2 separate regions of the Ovis aries genome follow, and region 2 is linked to region 1. The links are chromatin contacts, called in public Hi-C maps. All regions are on one chromosome and are shown on one strand. The core of a region is the stretch at or near the end of the contact, and the rest is flanking DNA. Distances in the headings are between cores, read along the strand shown. Region 1 holds the start of MAP1B (microtubule associated protein 1B). Region 2 has its middle 27 kb from the start of TRNAY-GUA.

The links. Hi-C and Micro-C count contacts between places; a contact is called where the count stands out from the background.
Region 2: a contact with region 1 is called in a Hi-C map of hypothalamus, with 6 times the contacts expected there. The contact joins the enhancer-like site here to the promoter of MAP1B in region 1. A contact is called at or near these places in 3 of 16 Hi-C or Micro-C datasets (hypothalamus and tail adipose tissue).

What each region holds. Positions count from the first base shown.
Region 1 is chr16:9,612,826-9,616,751 of ARS-UI_Ramb_v3.0, forward strand. It overlaps MAP1B (microtubule associated protein 1B), which reads right to left and starts at 1,907. Exons shown (of 6, transcript XM_060400322.1): 1 at 1,666-1,907. The coding sequence starts at 1,849.
Region 2 is chr16:9,921,360-9,925,285 of ARS-UI_Ramb_v3.0, forward strand. No RefSeq gene overlaps it. Among named protein-coding and RNA genes, the nearest start is that of TRNAY-GUA, 27 kb to the left of the region's middle. Within about 2 kb of position 1,957, at least 8 of the 54 cell types and tissues checked have an H3K27ac peak or open chromatin away from gene starts, as enhancers often do. A contact at or near this core is called in hypothalamus, where this site is marked.

The DNA of each region.
Region 1 (3,926 bases), core at 657-3,156:
TGCTCAAATGAGGCATTTCACTATTGACCTAGCCTATTCTTCAATTTTTTTTTTTCCGAATAAAATAACAAGTCTGCTTTCTACTCACATTTTTTTCTTTCCTTTTTTAAGCCAAAAAGTAACACCAGTGCTTTAAAGTTAAACAAAAGAACCAGGTCTGCAACTCGAGTCTCCACCCTGCAGCCTTTTGTTCTGGGTACAGGCGACCGTTTCCAAATGCAGAGGCAGACCACTAGAGTTTAATTTTTTTTTTTTCCTCTAAAACAAGCTTTTCTCGCGTCTTTCATGGGGAGTAGGGGGCGGGCGCGGGGAACGAGGGCTGTGTGAACGCCCTTTGTCCGCCTCGGGCTGCCGTAGAGACCGCAGTGCGGACTGCACCACGCCCACCAGCCGGTGTCTCGGGGCAGACGCGCTTCAGCACCACCCCGAGAGAATAGAGCACGGGCTGGGGTTGTGGAGGGACCGGCGACCTCGGTCAGGGAGAAGGGGAGGTCTGCGATGCCGGGGTGGGGGGTGGGGGGGAGGGAAAGGCAGAGGACAGAGCTGACCACCCGGGGACTTCGCGCGCAACAAAGCCGGGTTGAAGCAGACGAGGGGCACGCTGCACCCCCAAGCGCCGGCGGAACGCACGCCCGGTCGGGCGCGCCCAGTGGGGGCGCCGCAGTGCGGGGGGCAGGTGCATCGGGCGGGGGCACTGCGGCAGCCCGGGTGGGGCTGCGGGGCGGGTCGGTCCGCGCGCCCGAGGCTGCGCCCGCTGGATCCTTACGGCCCCGCCCAGGGTTTCCCAGCGAACCGCTATTCGGCCTCTGCAGAGCGCGCTCCTACTGCCCGCACCGGGCCAGGCGCCGGCCCTACCCACCACCCCACCCCCAAGCCATCACTCCCGAGGCAAAGACTTTTAAAAGGAGAAGCCCCACCCCGCAACTTGGGGGTCCCATTGTCCTTGCTGAAAGCTGCAACCGAGGCCCCAGGGGCAGTAGCGAGGCAGGCGCCGTCTGGGAACGAGGCGCAGGCGGTTCTCCATCTCTGCGTCCCGAGGGGGGGGGGGGGGGGGGGCGGGCGTGGCCCTAGGACTAGCCTAGTCATTCCGAGGGAAGAAAAGATGGAGAGGTTTTAAGCTAGCAAAGGCACTTCTCGGGGCTGAGGTGGTTGTGGCTAGAGGGATTCCCACGCGCGCCCTGGCACATGGTACTTCAGCCTCGGGTCTGCTGACGAGGGGCAATCCCAGCATTTTGCTGTGGTGGGGGGGGGGGGAAGGGGGAGATGAAAGAGGTAATTGCAACGTTCCCCCCACCTCCCCCCCACACACACACCTTTGGTGTCCTGCGGTTGCGGCTTTATTGCAGCCTCTGCCCCTTTGACACCTGCATCTCATTTAGCGGGAGAGGCGGTAGCCAGCTGGAATCTGTAGACCCAGCCTGGTGACGGATCCCTCAAGGTTAGGAGACTCTCCCACTGGGTAGCAAATCTAATAATTTGCATTATTCTCCGAAATGAACCTGGGGCGGGGGTGGGGGGGAAGGAATCTGGACAGAGTGTGGGAAGTGGCGGAGAAAGGCGTGGGTGCGGGGCGTGCCGGAGGAGAAAGGTGGCCGTCGTGCCCTGGGTGGGGTCGCGTTTGCGCGTCTCCCCGAACGCGTCCCCTGGGGGCGCAGGGCCTCTTACCAAGCTCGATGTTGCCGATGGCGCGTCGCAGGTGCTCCTCGGTCACAATCTCGCCGACGACCACCAGCAGGTAGAATTTGCTGTCGAGGAAGCGATGCGACAGGCTGGGCGAGGTGGTCGCCGCTGGGTTGGCAATGCTGCCGGACGGCTCAGGCTCGGCGGCTTCCACCACCACGGTCGCCATCCTGCCGGCCCGTTAAGCCTCGGCGAAGTGCCCGGCTCAGGCCGCTCCGCTCGTCTGCGGCAGGAGAAAGGATTATCTCCGAAGGTGCTGTCTCCGCTCCGCCCCCTGCGTCTCCCCTCCTCCTGGCGCTGCGCGCCGCCTCCCCCTCCGCCCTCTCCGAGAGCGCGCGGCGGAGAGGAGCCGGGAGTGAGAGAGGGCGGGGAGGCGGTGCCTCTTTTATATGGAGACTAGGCAGGGCGCCGGGGAGGAGGAGGAAGAGGAGGAGGGAAGGACCACCCGGCACATCCTCGCGGGGTGGCTGCCTCCGCTCTTCCAACCGTTGGCCCAGGGCTGATGTCATCTGCAGCAAATCATCTCGCCCGCGGCCCGGAAGCTGGAGGGACGAGGTGTGTGGACAATGGTCAGGGTAGGGCCGCGAGTCAAGGGGCTGGAGGACTCGACGGGGGGAAAACACTCCCAACCCACACCCCACCCACAGCCTGCCGGCTCCAAACCCTCACCCCGCCTGTGCAGGAGAAGTGGATGGGTTTCCATTTTCAGAGTCGGGATATTTACCCTGTCCTAGGTGCACAGGCCAGGCCTCTGCCTTGGGTGCTGTCTGCGATGAAGCCAGGTCCTCAGGATCTGTGAGGACAGATCCTAGCACAGCGGATGTGGGGCTGAGGGTACCCCGCCCAGGAAGATGGAACCTGTTTTTTCTCTGATGTTGTGGATTTCGGAAGACATATTTACCACCACCTACACATGAAGAATACACCAAAGATGCAAAACCTCAGCTTACCATTGTTCAGTCTTTGGAACTTATTCTGAAAGACCCAGTGATGAAAAAGTACTGGCTTTGTAGTGCTCATGGGCAATGAGAAGAGTACAGATGCATTATTCCAGATACAGATTTCTGGTCTTAATAATATGCTGAACAGATAGTATCAGGCATAACAATAAAGAGAAGATACTGTCTCTATCCAGCAGGATTATAGTGACTATAGTGTACTTTTCAGTTCCTTGGGGAACACACAAGCAAAATTATTTCATGTAACAATGATGTCTTTTAAAATACATGTAGCATTGGGGATTTTTATTGCCTTTGTGTATGTTTAGAAGAACTCATAAAAAACGTTTAAAGGCAGCCCATCTACAACCATTTCTCACAAACACATTGAATATAATGAATATAACTTATGTCCCAGGAAGGGAGTGGTGGTGGTGAAGAAGTAACAAAATGGTCAAACATGGTACTATCATAAAAGACTGGAGAACTAGAGGCTTAAGAAAGAGGAATGAATGGAAACTAGAGCAGCCAATATAGTTTTAATACTAGACTGCATATAAATAAAAGAAAAAAAATCACCTGGATATACTAAGATTTCCAAAAAGCCTATCGTCATAGCTGTTAACCACCCCGACTTATTGGTAATGTACTCTGCTCTTACCTCCTTCCTGAAACCCTGACACGGTTTTGGCCCCATCATATATGCAAGACTGATCGACGGGGACTAAAGTTACTGGTGAGGTGCTTTCACCAGTGATCAGTGACAATGAGTTTTCAAGTAAGATGGTAACAGAGAAAGCATTCAATTTCTGTTAGAGAGGTTAGGCCATAATAGGGAGAGGAGATGTAGTAAGGAGCAGTGTTTTCCAATTTCAGCCATTGAAATCAGTGTCAGCTAGTGATGGCCTTCCATTTCTCTGAACCATCTTTATTTTTATTTATGTAACAGTTTTCATGAGCTCCATTTCTTTTCTTAAATTTATTTTAAATGAAATTGCTGCTCTATAGGTGGAAACACTAATTACTATAAATAGAAGGTATCCCTAAAATAAACATAATGAAAATAAGTACCATGACAAAAATTCCTGCTATACACTCTTGTTACTTGCTCAAGACTCTGACCCTGAGGTATACCCTAAGTTAAAAACAGAAAGTGTTAGAAAGGTATTGAAGACATACCAGCACCTGAGTTGTTCTCCATTGTCATAACAGAAGGTTGGATGAAAACATCAGAAGGGCTTTCCTACTGTGTGAGTTAGTGCAATTAAATACTATGACAATGAACCACTTAAGTCATTACCCACACTT
Region 2 (3,926 bases), core at 707-3,206, 310 kb after region 1:
CCTAGAGCAAACGTAAGCATCCCTCAGGCTCTGCTCTCTCCCTGATTCCAAATCCAGCCCCTACAAGAAGCAGGGCCTTTCCCAACACTAACACTTCATTTTTACAAATTCCTAAAGCCACAGGTTTTTATTTGATTATACGTATTTATTTAACAAATACGTATAGAGCACGGTGTGCCAGGCGCCATTCTAAGCACACCACATATATTAACTCATTTAATCCTCATTGGAAGCCTGAGGTATTATGATTATTAATGATAGGATTATTAATCTTCAACTTATTGATGAGGAAAATGAGGCACAAAAGAACTAAATAATTTGGCCAAGATCACACAGCTAGTGGGTGCCAGGGTCAAGATTTAAACCCAGGCAGTTAAGCCTCAAAGTCCACTTTTTAACCACTATTTCAGTCTGTCTCAGCTTGGCTATGGATCTGACCGTTGGTTGTTGCCTGTCAGCCTGGACTCTCTAGTTACGCTGCCAGCTTCCTGACAAGTGGGACCACAACTCCAATGCCTTTATCCCATCTTCTCACCATGTTCATTCAGGAAATACCTATTAAATACCTCCTCTCTATCTGGAACATTCTAGATTCTAGGAACACAGCAATGAACCAGACCGTCGGGACTCCCGCCTCACACAGCTTACATTGGATGAGGCAAAACACACGACACCAGGTAAGCCAACTGGCCAGCCAAGTGAGAAGACAGCTACCAGTCATCACAAATGCAGGGAAAGGAGTGAGAGAAAGTCATGGACCAGGGGACCTGAGACAGAGAAGCCTCATGAAATGATGCTGTGAGGAAGAGACTCTCAGGGGAGGTCATGTCTGCGCTGATTCCTGAGGAAAAGCAGCCAGCCCTGTGAGGATCTGAGGGATGAGAACTCCAGTCAGACGGTCAGCAGGTGCCAAGGCCCTGCGGCAGAGAGGCGCCTGGAGAGCAGCAATCAAGAGGGGAGGAGGGAAGCCGGGCTCAGACGGTGAAGTCTCAGGGGGTGGATTCTTTGGGCCATGTTGCAAAAAGCCATGGGACATGGCACAGTGCTGAGTCCCCAGGGAACTTTAAGTAACTCCCACATCGCGAAGCCTGTGTGCCCTCAGCAGAGCAAGCTACCTGGGACCACCAAGCACTGCCTCCAGGGGGCCCAGTTACCCCCACCCCACCAACCGTTTCAGTGGGCACAGTGAACAACCCCTCAGACCTGGAGTCCGACTTCCTGGCTTTCAGTCCCTCTATTCACTCTGTTTTCTCTAGTCACTAGCTGAATGATCTGGGGGCAAATTACTGAACCTAAACTTCAGTTTTCTGACCTGAAAAATGGTATCATCAAGTACATAACCCAGAAGATGACTGAGAAAATTAAATGAGATGATGAGTGTCAAATGCTCAGCACAGTGCTGGGACAAGGAAGCATACACCGAAGGCAGTTTTTATGTTGTGATGGTTATTCTTGTATTATTCTTGGTGGGTGATCAGCCCTGAAGTGTAATCACTGCCTGATGGAAAGTGCTGGAATCTCTGGCATCAGCTCTATTAGTTTCTGGGCTGACAACAGCAGATAGGTGAAGAGGAAAAGGGGAAAAAAAATAGATAATCCAAAACATCTACTATTTTTCCAAATAACGTGATCTCTACTACTTTTTTTCCATGCAAGTTGCTAGAGAGTTCCAATCTTTTTCGTTCAGCATTCCTCTCCAAGCTCCATTCTCTTTCATGTTCGTGTAGGTACCGAGAAAACATCAGAAGTGACATGACTCTCCACTGGAGAATCACTAAGTGATAGTGTCGGGCACCATGATAAGAAACACAATTTTTAGATGAAAAGAGAAGAGAATTTAACCCGAGTGAATGCCAAGGCCAGGATTTTTGTTCAGATCTCCCAGGAAACAGTTTCATCCAAAAGCCAAGACTGGAACTACAATAAGCGTTTTCTTTTCTTTGGTGTGCCCAGAGTCCATTAAGAACCAAGCCCTGGTGCCACCTACTGGCCATCTCCAGAACTGAAGAACAAACTCAGAGGACCCCCTTTGCCTCCTTGTCAGAAATTAAGTTTAGCGGGGGGAAACTGGTAATTTCACAGTAACTTCTGTGTTTTCAACCTCCTGTGAATTACTTGAATTGAGAAAAGCATATGGTGACAGTCTCAGTTACTTACAGTCCCCACAAGGGACAGGCCCTGACATGCCACCACTTGCTTTGTAAGAACTTGTCACCCAATGAGGTACCCAGAGATAGAGACAGCATATTTTTTTTCAGTGGGGCAGTGCCTGGCTCCACTCCCATCAACGCATCCAGTCTTACAAGAAGATAGTCTCTACTGCACAAATTTGTATCCTTGAATACTTTCACTTACGGGAGATACTTTACACAAAGAAATCACGCGTGGACTCTGCCTTCGGAGAGTGGAGCTGGCAGCTCACTATACAACTGCAAGCCTAAATCCCCTCTGTCCCCAGAATCTCAGGATAAGAGATTCTCCCTAAGGTAAGAGAAGATGGCCACTCTCGTCATCATCAGCTCAGTTCAGTCGCTCAGTCGTGTCCAACTCTTTGTGACCCCATGGACTGCAGCACGCCAGGCCTCCCTGTCCATCACCAACTCCCAGAGTTTACTCAAACTCATGTCCTTCACGTCGGTGATGCCATCTAACCATCTCATCCTCTGTCGTCCCCTTCTCCTCCTGCCTTCAGTCTTTCCCAGCATCGAGGTCTTTTCCAATGGAGTCGGTTCTTCCCATCAGGTGGCCAGAGTATTGGAGCTTCAGCTTCAGCATCAGTCCTTCCAATGAATATTCAGGACTGGTCTCCTTTAGGATGGACTGGTTGGATCTCCTTGCAGTCCAAGGGGTGCTGCAACCCCTGAACCCCACTCACCTGGAGCCAATGCCCTGCAACAAGAGAAGCTGCAGCAAGGAGAAGTCTGCCCACTGGAACAGAGAACAGCCCTGGCTTGCTGCAGCTAGAGGAAAGCTCGAGCAGCAGTGAAGACCCAGCACAGCCAAAAGTAAACTCAAAAAAAAATTTTAATGCATTGAGTCCATCAACAGAGGAGTGGATAAAGAAGATGTGCTGCACATATACAATGGAATATGACTCAGCCATAAAAAAGAACAGAATGATGCCATTTGCAGCAAGACGGATGTGCATGGAGACGGTCACACCGAGTGAAGTAGGTCAGAGAAGGAAAAATATCACTTCTATGTGGAATCTTTTTTAAAAAATTATACAAATGAACTGATTTACAAAATAGAAAGAGAGTCACAGATGTAGAAATCAGTCTTGCAGTTACCAGGGAGGGAAGGTAGGGAGGGATAAATGGGAGATTGAGATTGGCATATACACACTACTATATATAGAACAGATAATGAACAAGGATCTACTGTGTAGCACAGGGAACTCTAGTCAATATTCTGTAATGACCTATATGAGAAAAAAAAGTCTTTAAAAAAATGGATATATGTGTTTGTATAACTGACTCACTTTGCTGTACACCCGAGACTAATACAACATTCTAAATCAACTATACTCCAATGAAAACTTTGAATCTGAAAATTGACAAATAAAATGTATTGAGTCTTCTCTGCCTGCCGGATAAGCACTTCACCTACAGCTCCTCACTTAATCTCAACAAAAATCTTTGCACTTGATATCATTTTTGTTTCCACCTAGCAGATAAGAAAACAGGCTTAGAGAGAGCTTAAACACTTGCCCGTGAGCAGCAGAAATGAAACACAACATGACTGCACTGGTTACAACCAGAGTTGAAACAATACAAATAAAGTATGATGAATTTAAGGAGGAAAAATTTCCCTTAGGAAGGCAGTATAATATGTCAATAAGTTTAAAAAATACATCAAGTAAAATTTTCTCTCTCCACATTAAAAAAAAAAAAAATCAATCAATCACTTGCCCAGGATCTTAGAGC